Regions from separate parts of the Mus musculus genome. Here region 1 is linked to region 2. A link is a contact called in public HiChIP or PLAC-seq data. All regions are on one chromosome and are shown on one strand. Each heading gives the region's core, a stretch centred on a gene start, on an enhancer-like site or on the middle of the called end of the contact. The rest is flanking DNA. Distances are from core to core; before and after follow the strand shown.

Region 1 (3,969 bases), core at 1,447-3,946, 440 kb after region 2:
GCTTGGTTTTTTGAAACAGCTACAATATTCCACAATTAAAGGACCTGCTGCTGTTTCTCTTGTAGCCCAGGCTGTCCTAGAATTCAGTCTGTAGGCCAGGCTGTCCTTGAACTCAGAGATCCACCTGTGCTGGGACTAAAGGTATGCACCACCATTTGGCCTGCCTCCTCCTCCTCCTCCTCCTCCTCCTCCTCCTCCTCCTCCTCCTCCTCCTCCTCCTCCTCTTCTTTTTAAGATTTACTTTTGGAGCTCAGGGGTTACATAAAATAAAAATAAGTCTTTTAAAAAATATTAACCAAAAAAAAAAAAGAAAAAAATTACTTTTATTTTTAATTCTGTGTACGTGTGCATGCATGTGTGTGTATCTCTGTGTGTGTGTGTAAATCGATATGTGCACATGAGTGTGGATTCCTGAGGAGGTCCGAAGAGGTGTCCGATCCCTTGGAGCTGGAGTTACAGGTGATTATGAGCCATCCATCCTGGGCGCTGGAATCTGGGTCCTCTGCTAGAGCAGAAAGCCCTCTGCCTCTAAGCCAGTGCTCCTCCGCCTTCCTAAGGCTGAGACCCTTCAATACAGTTCTGTATGTTCTGGTGACCCCAGCCATAAAACTATTTTCCTTGCTACTTCCTTTTTGCTACTGTTATGAGTCATAATGTAAACGCCCGTGCTTTCCCATGGTCTTAGGAGACCCTGTGAAAGGGTGGTTGGATGGCCAGGTTGAGAACCACTTCCCAAAGCCATCTCTCTAGCAGGTGCTTTAGCTGTGGCATATACACCAGACTGCAACAAGGCAGGCTGAAAGAAGTAACAAAAATTGTAACAATTGGGGCTAGAGTTGGTTCAGCTGTTAAAAACACTGGCAACCTGTCTTCTGACTCTGACCAGTGTATGCACACTAACAGTGAAAGCTAATTCCAAGTGATAAAAAAGAAATCTAGCCGGGCGTGGTGCCGCGCGCCTTTAATCCCAGCACTCCGGAGGTAGAGGCAGGTGGATTTCTGAGTTCGAGGCCAGCCTGGTCTGCAAAGCGAGTTCCAGGACAGCCAGGGATATACAGAGAAACCCTGTCTCGAAAAAACAAAACAAAAACAAAACAAAAAACAACAACAACAAAAGAAATCTGTAACTGAGCAGTGGTGGTACGGCCTTTACTCTCAGAGGCAGAGGCAGGTGGATCTATGTGGGTTCTGGGCTAGCCTGGTCTACAGAGGGAATTCCAGGATAGCTAGAGCTACACAGAGAAATGGGATCCAAAAACAACCAACCAATCTACCAACCAAACAAGAGAACCAGTTTATTACTCTGGGCTGATTGTGGTGCCAGAGCCCTTTGACCCCAGTACTCAGGAGGCAGAGGGAGGTGGATCTCTGTGAGTTTGAGGCCAGCCTGGTCTACAGATCGAGTTTAAAGGCCAGCTGGAACTACATAAGAAAGAAAAAAAGAAAGGAAGAAAGAAAGGAAGAAAGAAAGAAAAAAGAGATATGTATTTTCATTATATATACACACACACATACATACATATATATACACATATATATGCACATGTGTGTCTCTATATATTATACTATATATATATATGTGATATATATATTTATTTATTCAGGCAAGTCACAACAAGGCTAGGGAGCCAGACCCAAATCACCAGTTTAGACCTTGCTCTGGGTTCCAGCTCCAGTTCTATGCAGTTGTCCCACAAGCCAGAGGGCAGGCACGTCTAAGATCCTTGGAACAGACATCTTTGCTGGAACCCAGACAGGTGGAAGTGGAGGTGGGAGTGGGGGCTGGCCTGTTTCTCAGGCTGGACAGGTGGGTCCAACTCATCCTGCCTCCCCAACAGGAAGTTTGCTCTTTTATTTTTTGTTGTTGTTCCGAGACAGGGTTTCTCTGTGTAGCCCTGGCTGTCCTGGAACTCTTTGTAGACCAGGCTGGCCTCGAACTCAGAAATTCGTCTGCCTCTGTCTCCCAGTGGGATTGAAGGCGTGCGCCACCACTGCCCAGCTGAAGTTTGCTCTTCTAGGAGAGACACACGCCTGCACCCCAGGTTCAAGCTGATCTACAAAAGGAAGAAAGGGGGCCTGGAGGCAAGGGTGCTTAAAGGGGGGAATAATGGGGAGGAAGGCTGGACCTGTACTCCTGGGTCTGATGGAATAAAGGGTCTTGACTTTTGGGTCTGATTGAGGAGAGTTGAAGCTTGTACTTCTGGGTCTGAAGGAGGAGGGTGGAACCTGGACCCCTGGGTCTGAGGGAACAGGCGGCTGGTGGCACACAATCCGGAAATCACTAGTTTGTGACTTGTCTCTGAGGTAGGTTAGCGCTCACCTGAATCTGGAGCCCTCCCGGAAAACATCCTGGTTCACGTCCTTTTTGCCTCGGGGTGGCAGGAGCTCCGCCACCTGCCTGCCTTTGACCTCCAGATTGGCCAGGTAGATGGCCAGAAAGTCATCGGCGCCACCGGGACCCTCGGGGTCTTCCCTGGCCTCGCGCCGGGCCTTTGCCACCTCTCCAAGTAGCTGCGCGGTGCGGGGCAGCAGGTCCCGCAGGGACGGGGGCCCCGTGACCATCCTGGGATCCCTGCATTGCTCTTCTAGGCGCTGGAGCAACTTCACCGCCCGGCTAAGCGCGCGTGGCTCGCCCCGCTGCCACCCTCGCGGGGCTGCCGCCGCAGCCATGGGTCCCTCGGGTGGCTTGGGACTGGGACGGAGGGGTGTGGCGGGGAAAGGCTCCAGGTAGGGGCGGGACCAAGAGGGAGCAGGGGGCAGGTCCTGGAGGACCAGGAGGGGACTGTAGGTAAAAGGGGCCGGCCTGGAGAGTCTGAGGGAGGACGGCTGAAGCTGGACGCCTGTAGAGTCTGAGGGAGGAGAGCTGGGACTAGACCCCTGGGTCTGAGAGAGGAGGGCTAGAGTCTGGATTTATTGGTGTTGAGAAAAGAGGTGGTTCCGCAAGTAGGGCTCTGGGACAAGGCACCCTTTCATGAATTGTGGCTGAAGCTGTCAGTCTTTCTTCATAGGGGAGTCAGAGAGCTGAGTCTTCTAAGAACAGAAAGTCAAGTAGTTACTCTATGTCCCCGAGGTAAGGTACTAGAACCACCGGAGTTCGGGCTCCCGTGGCAGGTAAGGGAAATTTAGTTACAGTTTAAGTACCCAGATTTTCAAAAGAGGTGAAAGGGGTGTGGCGGAAAGTGGCGTTCAGGAATGCACAGGGCTGCAGGAAGTGGCTGCCGGGCAGGTTTGCACCCCAACCTGCCAGACCTGTAGGTCCGCCCTGATTATGCTTCAGACAGCCACCAGAGGGCGCCGTGGACACGGTTCTCTCTGCCCCAGGGCACCCAGGGCATCCAGCAAGCCAGCCACCACCCCAGCTAGGCCCGGTACTGACTCCTCAGCCTGCCTGCTCTCTCACTCTCTCCTTCTCCCTTCCTCTCCCTTCCTCTCCCTCCCTGTTTGGCAAAAACTCCAGATCCAGGAGATCTGAAGCCTCTGTCCTCTGAAGACACCCTGGGTAAGCACACACACACACACACACACACACACACACACACACACACACACTTTGTTGTTCTAGCTTTGTTTTTTTAGACAGTATCTCACCATACAACCCTGGGCGTCCTGGAACTCTCTCTGTAGACCAGGCTGGCATCAAGCTCACAGAGATCTGTCTGCCTCTGCCTCCCAAATGCTTGGACTAAAGGCACGGGGCATGCCTGGTACAATATCTTTTATTATTAAAAAAAAAAAATCCCAGCACGATGGAGTCAGAGGGAGACTAATTTCTGATTTAGAGCCAGCCTGGTCTACACATTGAGAGTTCCAGGTAAGCCAGAGTTACACAGAGAAATCCTGTCTCCAAAACAAACAAACAAACAAACATAAAAAATTGAAGTTGAATGTGTTTTCAGATAATTTTAAACCTAATTATTCAGGAAGAAGAGAACAAAGATGTTGAATTATGGTCCAGCCTGGGCTACAAAG
Region 2 (4,212 bases), core at 1,273-3,772:
AAACAGCAGAACCTGTACACCCACTTTCAATCCCAGCACTCAGGAAACGGGCTGGGGAAGGCTGGTTCTTTGAAACCAGCCCGGGCTACCGAATAAGACTGTTTCAAAACAACCCAAAGCAGCATTTCCGGGTTGCTCAGAAATGCCATCTAGTCCGGTGGTGGCAACTCGCCTTTTTAACCCCAGCATTCCGGAGGCAGAATCTCTCTGAGTTCGAGGTCAGCTTGCTCTACATAACAGGCTCTAGGACAGCCGGAGCTACACAGAGAAACTCTGTCTCGAATTTTCAAAAAAAGCCTTCTAAAGTTCTGGTTCACGTTCTACAGTGAGTTCAGCCTCTGGGGTGGGGGGGTGGGGGGGAATCCTCCCCGTAGGTGGCCTGGAAGCGACACTCACCATTGTGGGGCGAAGTCTGCAGGGGCTTGGATAAGCCACAGTTCTGTATCTGGACCTGTAAGCGCCTCCAAGGAGAAACGGGAGGGTTCCGAGTCTGGCGACATCTCCGTGAAGTGGGGAGGGCAGGAGAACCGAGTGGCACCTGAGAGGAGACAGTCGGGGGGGGGGGTCCTTTTGACATGGCCAACCTCTCAAAGTACCCGTTGGTCCCTCACCCGCCCGGCAGCCCTCCCCAACCCCTTCTGCACCCAGACCCTCCCGGATGCCCTTCGTCTCCACCAGTTCAAGCTCCACTCACTGCAGGCCTGGGTACCCGCCATTCCAGCTCCGGAGGGGCCCACGCAGGACCTGCGCGGAACGCTGCCCACCACGTGGATCCAAGGGGTGGAGCCGCACCCGGAAGCATCCAAGTCCTGTAGGAGAGCTGGGCCGTGGCTCGGCGCTGTCACTATTTGCAGAACCCGGATAACCTCCACTCTTAAATTTCACACAGCATAGGATTAAATAATTTCTCGACGATGCCCTGCAGGGGGAAATCAGTTCCCTGTTCGTCAGAAACGCAAGCTAGCTCGGATCTAGGGTGCCTGTTCCCCCGACAACTTTGCTCACGTGGTTTCTTCCAACACCGTCTTAAAGGGGCAGTGACTCGCCTAGGCCACGGCTTTTAAAGAGACAGAAGATCTATTTGCAGCATTCTTGCAAAAGCTAGGTAAGAATTCTGGTTGTCACGATTGTACTTTTAAAGCTAGAGTGTATCTTCGGAAGTCCCTGGTGCAGCGAACGTGGAAGATTTAACTGAACCAGGTCGGAAAATAGAGAAAAGTGTACGAACGGAGCATTTTAATAGCAATCAGAGGCGGAGCTTCTGAAGTCTAGGGGAAGCGGGAAACTGAGGGGGAGGAGTCTGCAGAGTCATGGGAGGAGCCTCGGACCCCAGAGCCCCAGAGCCTGGCTTGAAACGGGGTGAGGGTTAGTGTCAGGGAAGACTTGTAGATGTCCTCGTGGACTTAGTGTCCGGAATGGGAAGTATTCCTCACGGTTCCGAGGCAGGTAGAGGTGCAGCTGGTCGGTCCCTGTCTGCTCCGCGGCCCAAGTAAACAGCGGCGCGTGCACGTGGGATTTGGGGGACGTGCCCACGCCCCCTCCCAGCAGGACTGCAGCGCATGGGGTGGCGGGTGGAGCCGCGGGACGGTGGCGAGACAGGGAGACTCGACTGCATTCCTGGCCGGTGTGTCAGCGTCGCTGCCCGCCCCTTCTGCGGAGATTTTGGAGACTCCTCCAGCATTGGGATGCTCCCCCCTTCTTCTGAGGCTTTTGAGAACAGAGGTCACCAAGGCTACGAAGGAGTGTTCCCTCCGCCAGGAATCTCCAGACTATGTGTCCACCCTCGCGCGTGGGCGAGAAACTCTGGGGCTCGCCCTTTGTGGGCTTCAAAACTCCAATTCCCAGATAACTCGAAGGTGGCTGGCGATGGACGTCGGTCAGGAGTCTGCTGGGGATTGTAGTTCAGCTTGTTGCTAGGCACGCCAGTAAATCGCCAATGCTGTGATGTTTTGTTTTGTTTTTTTGAGACAGGGTCTCTTTATGTAGTCCAGGCTGGCTCGGAATTCGCTGTGTAGATCAGGATGGCCTTGAACTTTCAGAGGTGCGCCTGTCTCTGCTTCTTAAGTACTAGGATTAGAGGCCCCTTATTTTTATTTTTTGTTTTATTTAGACAGATAACCCGGGGCTTGGAGTCCTGATTAAGGTGGGTCCTTTTCTCGCCATAGTATTGGTCGTGTGAATTTCTCCGCGCCTCCCATCTCCTCCTTAAGTGTCCAAATCTTCACTCAGGCAAGGGGACACTGAGCCTGGAGGAGTGGGAAAGGGCTCAGGGGTTCTTCCCTTGTACCCATAGTGAGGTGAGGGTCTAAATTCTTGTGCATTTCGCCGTCCAGGACGTCCATGATCTTCTGGACCTAGCTCTGGCTGACTGTCAAATGGATCGCGTCTGACTCCAAATGGAAGTGTCCCTGGCGGCGCCTCGCCCATTCGGGACTACAAATCCCAAGGTGCTCCAGGCAACCGCAGTTCCCCCTCCTCCGAGGGACACGCCTCCCTCCAGTCAGAGTCACGTCGTCTAACCTGTTCCCAGGCGACTGCCCCGCCCCGTCCTCCGCTCCCCGCCGCTGGAGCCGGAGCCGGAGCCCGAGGAAAAGCCCCCCGGTGCCAGGATCTGCCCCGACGCGTGAGTTCCACCCCCACCCAGGGTCCAGCCACCCCAGAACCGGATACCGCGTTCCTGGGAAGACTTATTGGAAACTCGGACCTTAAGTCCAGGGGAATAGTGTGGGGAGCTCACGCCTGGATCCCTGGAAAGAAGGAACTGGGGTGCCGACTTTACTGGGCAGATGGATAGGGGGTTTGGACATCTGCTCTTAGTGGTGCTCGGAGCCCTTGGTCCTGGGGAGTTATTGGAGCTGGAATTTTTTGAATACTTTAATTGGGGACCCTTGGAAGTGTCTTAGGGTGCTGTTGAGGTCCCGGGTCTCTGTATTTGGGGCAGATGTGGGAGATCAGGACGTTCTAGAATGGTCCGGCGCCCGGTCACCCTCCAGCTGCCTTCAGCACCGAACCACTAGGTGTTTGAGTAAAATTAGTGGCACTGGACTAGTGGATCCTGGTCTTCGAAAAGAGTGGGACAAGCACGAGGGGCGTGGGTTTCTCAGGAGGCTGTGTGCGCTACACCCCACCTTCTGGTTTTGGGATGGGGGCAGGGAGTGAGAAGCCGGGGCAGCTCTCCAACCTCTTCTGTGCCGCTGAGCGAACCCCAACATGTCATTAGCTGGGGCGTCAGACCTGCCTAACCAGAGGAGTCACATTCGCCCAGGAGCGCCCCCTAGCGGAAGCGGGAGTCAGACCTCTTATTGCCCCCACGGGATGGGAAATAGGTGGTGTTTGGTAAAGTCATTCTAGAGCCCAGGGCAGAATAACAGGACTGCAGGGCTGGATCTGGTAGGCTTCTGTGGCCGTGTACTGCTGCGTTATGCGTTACAGAGAATGGAAGTGGTAAACAGGCTGGCGGGCCATACAGGCAGTTGAATTGGACGTCTCCTTCGCTCTTGTGACAGCTGTCTGTGTGTGGAAGGAATTCCTTCACTGCCACCAGCTTTTCTAATTAACCTTCTTCCTCCTGGGGTGGGGCTCCTTGTGACCCAGAGGTGAGGCATGTTGCCTCCACTTCCATCTGTCTGACCTGAGGTATTATGGGAGATAAGGGAGGGAGGGAGGCTAATTCTGGAGGTGTCTGTCTGTCCTTGAGCCAGGGAGAGGGCAGGGGCAGGCACGCACCTCCCACTGTCTCTCCACCTCTGAGCCCTTATGTAGGGGGATTACGAAGCTGGTGGGGGAGAAGGGTCTGAAGAGGGAGGGTGTTTGCGAATGCCTGGGCTGGAGTGACAGCCTGAAATGAAGCTAAGGAACAATAGCCACAGCTGCCAGCACAGGCTGTGTGTGTCCTGCCAGGCTCAGGTCAGGATGGGTCTCTCTGTCCACACAGGCATTTGGCAATCACCCAAAGGTAGAAACAGCGAGTTCCACCTTCAGTGGAGTTCGTTGACCCCCGAGAGGATGCCTCCCTAGCAATGGGGAAACTGAGGCTGGTCCTGGGAACTTTCCAGTTTCTGTCTGGAACCTTCCAGGGCCTCTCATCCTGCCGTAGCCCTACATTCCTGGGGATAGTCACTGTTGCTCTCTGGTGGGAGAATTAGGGTCCTGTGGTCTAGAGGCTCAGGCGGTTGAGACCACTGGCAACAGAACGCACAGCTCTTAGAAGCG

The links. HiChIP or PLAC-seq counts read pairs in DNA pulled down with a chosen protein or histone mark.
Region 1: a contact with region 2 is called in an HNF4G HiChIP or PLAC-seq map of pancreatic cancer cells. The contact joins the promoter of Cblc here to the promoter of Ppp1r13l in region 2. A contact is called at or near these places in 4 of 39 promoter capture datasets (liver, pre-B cells and stem cell-derived epiblast-like cells), 1 of 115 datasets of contacts at active chromatin or transcription factors (pancreatic cancer cells) and 1 of 9 other capture datasets (liver).

Annotation. Positions count from the first base shown.
Region 1 is chr7:19,794,113-19,798,081 of GRCm38.p6, forward strand. Cblc (Casitas B-lineage lymphoma c) reads right to left here and starts at 2,697. Exons shown (of 12, transcript NM_023224.5): 1 at 2,321-2,697. The coding sequence starts at 2,670.
Region 2 is chr7:19,358,694-19,362,905 of GRCm38.p6, forward strand. It overlaps Ppp1r13l (protein phosphatase 1, regulatory subunit 13 like), which reads left to right and starts at 2,523. Exons shown (of 13, transcript NM_001010836.3): 1 at 2,523-2,623. It overlaps Cd3eap (CD3E antigen, epsilon polypeptide associated protein), which reads right to left and starts at 790. Exons shown (of 3, transcript NM_145822.2): 1 at 695-790; 2 at 397-538. The coding sequence starts at 716.